2 separate regions of the Sus scrofa genome follow, and region 2 is linked to region 1. Evidence: chromatin contacts called from public HiChIP or PLAC-seq data. All regions are on one chromosome and are shown on one strand. Each heading gives the region's core, a stretch centred on a gene start, on an enhancer-like site or on the middle of the called end of the contact. The rest is flanking DNA. Distances are from core to core; before and after follow the strand shown.

Region 1 (2,824 bases), core at 91-2,590:
ACTCAAGAAGTGACCAGATTGTTTATAGATTGTCGAGTCAAGTATGGAATAAAACAGGAGTTCCTGTCACGGCTAGGCGGTTAACAAATCTGACTAGCATTCATGAGGATGAAGGTTCTATCCCTGGCCTTGCTCTGTGGGTTAAGGATCCAGCGTTGCTGTGAGTTGTGCTATGGGTTGCAGATGTGGCTCAGATCCTGTGTGGCCATGGCCGTGGCCAGCAGCTACAGCTCCAATTCAATTCCTAGCCTGGGAACTTCCATGTGCCTCCAGGGCAGCCCTAAATTTAAAAAAAAGCAAAATAATAATAATAATTCTGTCCCCAACAGAAAAGTCTACTTCACCTACAGAGGTTTACTTTTCCTACATTCTTTTAATGCCTTTCTAACTTTAAAAGTACTGAAAAGTTTTATCTCAGATCATAAAATCATTCCTTAAAGTTATTAGATCGTATACCATTTGCCCTGAAAATGACACCTGCCAACCACACCCCATCAAAAAAAAACAAACCAAACTTTAACAGTACTGAAGATTCTGATCAGAAGGCAAGTAGTATAGTGGTCACACCCACGTTTGCCAATGCCACATTAAGCCCTGCTGTCCACACCCTGCCAGACTCACATTCCCAGGTCATGTGGCTGAGAGGGTGCATACAGCATCGACAGGGCCAAACCCACTGCTTCCTGCTGTCACCCCAGGCACTCCTATCCCCACATTCCCACAAGCATTCTCCCTTCCCTAAGACACTTGCCACTTATCTGCACGTCACTGCAGATGACTATGCTTCTCTCAGTGATGTTTAGATGCCCATAATCATTCTTAGGGAGCTGTTTAATCCTAATTACTTAAATTGTGGACAGATAAATGAGCAAAAGTTTAGGTCATTCTGAAGTACCATATAGCTGATACGGACCTGCACTAGCCACAGGAGGATTCACCTCATTTTCGTTTGCCGAGTGGTCTAGAATAAGAATACCTTTAGCACAGGTGTGAAATGCCATTTTACCAAATTTTACACATTTGTTTTAAACTTACAGTTGATAGATATTTTGTATCCCCCAACTTCAACCTCAGTAATTGATATTTAGCATATCACTCCCATCCTTAAAGCAATGTTCAACCTGAGTTTAATCGTTCAGGGCCCATTTTATACTTTTAGCCTCTTTGCCCACAACTCAAACCCTCCAGCAGATAGACTAACCTGGTCCTTGCCTCTGACCACAGACGACTTTACTCTGACACCTGCTTCATCTGAATAACCACACCAGGACCTTCAAGGCTACCTCAACCTCCTCTGTCTTCATTAGGCCCTCAGGGACCCTCCAGCCCCAATCATGTCTCTCCACCTGTCCAGACTCAGAGCATCCGTTGTCAGCATCACACTCTTGGCACGGGGCACTGCCTTGTGACTGCCCTTACATTGTTATTTGATCTTTGTGCTGTTTGCTTTTCAGGTTGAATGTTTTTTCTTTTTCCTTAAACAAGTCTATTGCTGGCACTACTGGGCTTGTGATCATGATTAGAATCTGGGTGGGTGCAGGGCAGGGAGGGTGATGTTTGAAGCAAAAGGAGGAAAAGCAATTTTCTTGAGCCCACCACAAAAACTGGAACCAGAGAGAAAGAGAATGTTAATTCAAGGAAATTGTATCTATGTATGCGAAGGAGTCTGAGAGGGCGTTAACACAGAAACACTCCTGAAGAGGAATAGAGAAGTGGAGAGTAAAGCACCTAATTCAGGCACTGTTGAACCTTGGTTGGCACTGTTGGTCCAGGGAGCTGGCTGCCAGGGGCTGCCGTAGGCAGTCCGGTCAGGATGGGCAAAGTCCAAACAGACATGTGTATATAATAGGTTACTCTTCAGTTCACTGTTCTTTGTTTGAGGACTGAATGCAGGCCTGTGGCTCTCAGTCTAACAATCTTTCATGAGGAACAGAGGTTTTAGGTGTAACTGTTCTACCCTTGACAATGACTATGCTCAGTGTTAATCAACATTTAAAAGTAATAGTTAGATGGAGTTCCCACTGTGGTTCAGAGGAAACAAATCTGACTAGTATCCATGAGGACGCAGGTTGGATCCCTGGCCTTGCTCAGTGGGTTGGGGATCCGAGGTTGCCTTGAGCTATGGCGTAGGTCACAGATTTGGCTCAGATCCCTGGTTGCTGTGGCTGTGGCATAGGCCAGCTTCTACAGCTCCAAGTTAACCCCTAGCCTGGGAACCTCCAAATGCCGCAGTTGCGGCCCTGAAAAAAAAAAAAAAAAAAAAAAAAGTAATAGCTAGAATTTCTTGAATTAGACAATGCCCTAAGCATTTATTCAATCCACATAAAAGCTCCAGAAGGGAAATACCATTATTATTCCCATTTGACAGACAAGTAAACTGAGGCATAAAATCAGGCAGCTTCTCCAAGGCCAGCCAGCTCCAGATTTTGAACCCAGGCAGCCTGCCTCAACACCCTGCTCTCATAATTATGTGCTGCGATTATCAATTGTTGGCTTTAGTTTCTCCAAAAGAAATTTTCTGCCATCTCAGTTGTACACTTAGAATTGGATATTAATGCCCCAATGAAAACCTCATGGGACTTGAATGGGCTTTTAACAGAATGCATTTCAATTTCAAATGGCATAAAGCAGGTCAATTTTCTAATTGTCCCTCCCTCCACACTTCCTGTTAATCAATCCCTTTGCAATGCAGCTTTGCTTTTCAAGGAACTGGATGTCTCAGAGTGTACTGTCATATCCCAATAGCTGAATTAAGACAAACAACAATATTTTATCTAAACAAGAAGTCCCAAACACTTGAAAATTTGAAATCACTCTTCAAAAT
Region 2 (2,824 bases), core at 114-2,613, 100 kb after region 1:
AGCTTCATTAGCTTCATGGGAAATCTGCCTTCCATCAAACATGTCTGTATATGTCTAAGCTCCAATTATAGATATAAACTCAGTTCTCATGGGGCTCTAGAGCCTCAGGCTAATCAAAGGACATGGTTAATTCCTGTGTAAGAGAACCTGAGCATTTCATGGTTGGAGAGGTTTGTCTGCCCTGAACCTGGCAATGGGGGAAGGACTGCTGACTCCCAGTGCTGCACACTGGAGGTAAGCTTGGACCCAGCTAAGGCATTCAGTGACTTATTCTTGGGCTTGATTTCTTCAGTGAGTTAAAAAGCTTTCCAGAAATCTCTTGCCTTAGGCCTACAAACATGGAAAACCGAACTTAGATATATTAATTATCCCTATTTAATTACCTCAAGAACAGCATTTGATTATTCAATTTTGACACTAATCATCAGAAAAATATAATGGCTTTTCAAAATCAGGGTAAGGCTATTAAAATATACAAATTTATTAAGTAAAATAAAGTGCTCCTGACAAAGAAGACTACTGCATAGGATAGTACTTTGGGTTTAAGTCTTCCTGAAATTTTATTTTCCCACGTAGCTTGGTCCGAGACTTATTAGGGGTGGACTTGGCCTTAAAAATACAACGATTCACTCAACAAATTCTGCGAAGTGTTTAAGGAGGTGGCTCAGGAGTTAGGGGAAGTTACTAAAATAGTTACTAAGTTAGGAGTTAGGGGAAGTTACTGATTAAAGAGGGACCACGTAGAGAATAGCCACGCCCACCAAGAACCTCGACCTAAAATGGAAAGGGCATCTAGGAGGCATGAGGTGACTTCCTGAAGGAGACTAAAAGAGGTGGCCTTTGAGTTGGGCTTTTTATGTTAATAAAATGTCTTAAGAATACTTCCAAGCCGGAGAAAGCCAGCATAGCCACTAGACGTATTTCTTAAGTACAATCTGCCTTCCACGGTCACTGCTGCACCCCCATCACACACAAAGCAAAGAGTTTTTCCCGTATCAAAGTTGGCACAATCCAAGGTAAGGAGGATTACATTAAGCGTTCCTCGGTGCTGTGTCTATAAGGAAACAAAGACGAATAGAGCAGGTCCCTGTCCCCAAGACAGCACCATCAGGCACTGAATCAGGCCTGGGGTATTCTCGAAGCGACTGGGAGGCGGAGGTGCGGCCAGGAGTAGTCACTGGATAGGATTTTCCGCGCTGGACCACGAGGTCCGGATGCGCACTCATTCCCCTGGAAGGCTCTCGCACTGCAGTACCGGAGATGCAGGGGTTTGTTCCGACCTCGGAGCAGCTGCCCAACCTCCCCAAGCGCCCCGCAGCCCCGCCCCCGCGCCAGGGCGGCTGCGCGGCCAGGCCTCCCCGTCCCCACGTGATCTTCGTCACTGGCACTGCGAAGCATGAGCCGCCATCACAAGTCCTGGCGGCTGGGCCCTGGCCTGCCTCGCTCATTCTCCTCCTCCTCGGCGGGGTAGCGGTGACGGGTTGGGGTTGTGCTTCCAGTGTCCCGTCTGGCCGCTGAAGCCGCGGGCCTCCAAGAGCGCGAAGGGGAGGTCGGACCCGCGGACTCCCGAGCGGATAGACCTGCTTGCTGTCCAGGTGACGGCACGGCGGGGGCGGTGCCCGGGGCCGCGCCCCGCCCCTCGCAGGCCAGCGCCCAGAGCCCGCGGCCCTTGCCCGTTTCCAGTATGGCCGCCCGCCGCGCTTGACCCGCGGCCTCTCCGCTTCGACTCTTCGTAGGCGATGCCGAGGCCGAGGCCGTGACTGACACTCTCGCTCGCACGCACGCACGGACCAGACCCACGCCCGGAGCCCGAGCCCTGGGCCCGGAACTGCTCTCGCTCCCGGCTCCACGGCCAGAACCCGGACCACGGCTCCCGCGCCGCCGCCTCGCCGAGAAGGACCGCGCCGCACCTCGAGCGCGGCGGCCCCCGGCCGGCAGGGATGGGGAAGCGGGCGGGAGGAGGAGCAGCAGGAGCCGCCGCCGTCTCCACGTCTGCCGGGGCTGGTCTGGAGCCCGCGGCCGGCCGCGGCGGGGGCCCCCGGAGTGCGGCCGCTGGCCTCCTGGGAGCACTACACCTGGTGATGACTCTCGTCGTGGCCGCGGCGCGGGCCGAGAAGGAAGGTGGGTGTCAGCCGGCCGGCATCTCCTAGTCCCGGCCCCGCGGCTGTCACCGCGCCCTCGCGGAGGCCGCTGCCGGGCTGCGACCGGGGAGGAAGGGCCGCGGCTCCGGTCTGCGTCCGGCGCGAAGTTGCTCGGTCGAGTCCTGTCCCGAGCCGGGAACTTGGAGTTCGGGTGCCAACTCGCGGCGTTGGCCGCACAGAGTTGCTCTCATTCTCCGTGATTCCTTCCCCTTGTCTTTCCTTTGGTCTCCTGTCACTGCCATTTCAAAACTTCCCCGGTTCTCGTTATTCTTGCCTCTTGGTCCACTATGTAGGAGGGGCGTATTTTTAGACTTGATTGCTGTTAATAGGAGAATTTTAGGACTTTTTTTTTCTTTTCTTTTTTTGGTTGCAGCTTTAATAACGGCGTGGGAAGAGAGCTCACTTTAAAATGCAGTAAAAAATAGCGAGACTAGTGGAGAGACTTAAAACAGCTTACCAAATTTTACTTTGGAATTGTTAAAACAATTCTTGGGGAGGAATCCTGTTCTTTAGCTTCCCCGTCCAGTATCGCTTTGCAGTGTTGATTGTTTAGCGAATTCTCCCTTTCTCAGATATATTTCTTCTTAGCCCTCTATTAAGCTGTTGAAGCTATGCCTATACTTTTTTACATATTTTAAGATACATAATTGTTTGTCGTTGTCTTTAATGTGAAAGACTTTAAA

Evidence for each region. HiChIP or PLAC-seq counts read pairs in DNA pulled down with a chosen protein or histone mark.
Region 2: an H3K27ac HiChIP or PLAC-seq map of skeletal muscle shows a contact between it and region 1. The contact joins the promoter of TMEM131 here to the promoter of VWA3B in region 1. A contact is called at or near these places in 1 of 5 promoter capture datasets (liver), 4 of 47 Hi-C or Micro-C datasets (embryonic fibroblasts, liver and skeletal muscle) and 2 of 2 datasets of contacts at active chromatin or transcription factors (alveolar macrophages and skeletal muscle).

What each region holds. Positions count from the first base shown.
Region 1 is chr3:56,172,257-56,175,080 of Sscrofa11.1, forward strand. VWA3B (von Willebrand factor A domain-containing protein 3B) reads right to left here and starts at 1,341. Exons shown (of 27, transcript XM_021087236.1): 1 at 1,202-1,341.
Region 2 is chr3:56,275,767-56,278,590 of Sscrofa11.1, forward strand. It overlaps TMEM131 (transmembrane protein 131), which reads left to right and starts at 1,364. Exons shown (of 41, transcript XM_021087250.1): 1 at 1,364-2,121. The coding sequence starts at 1,941.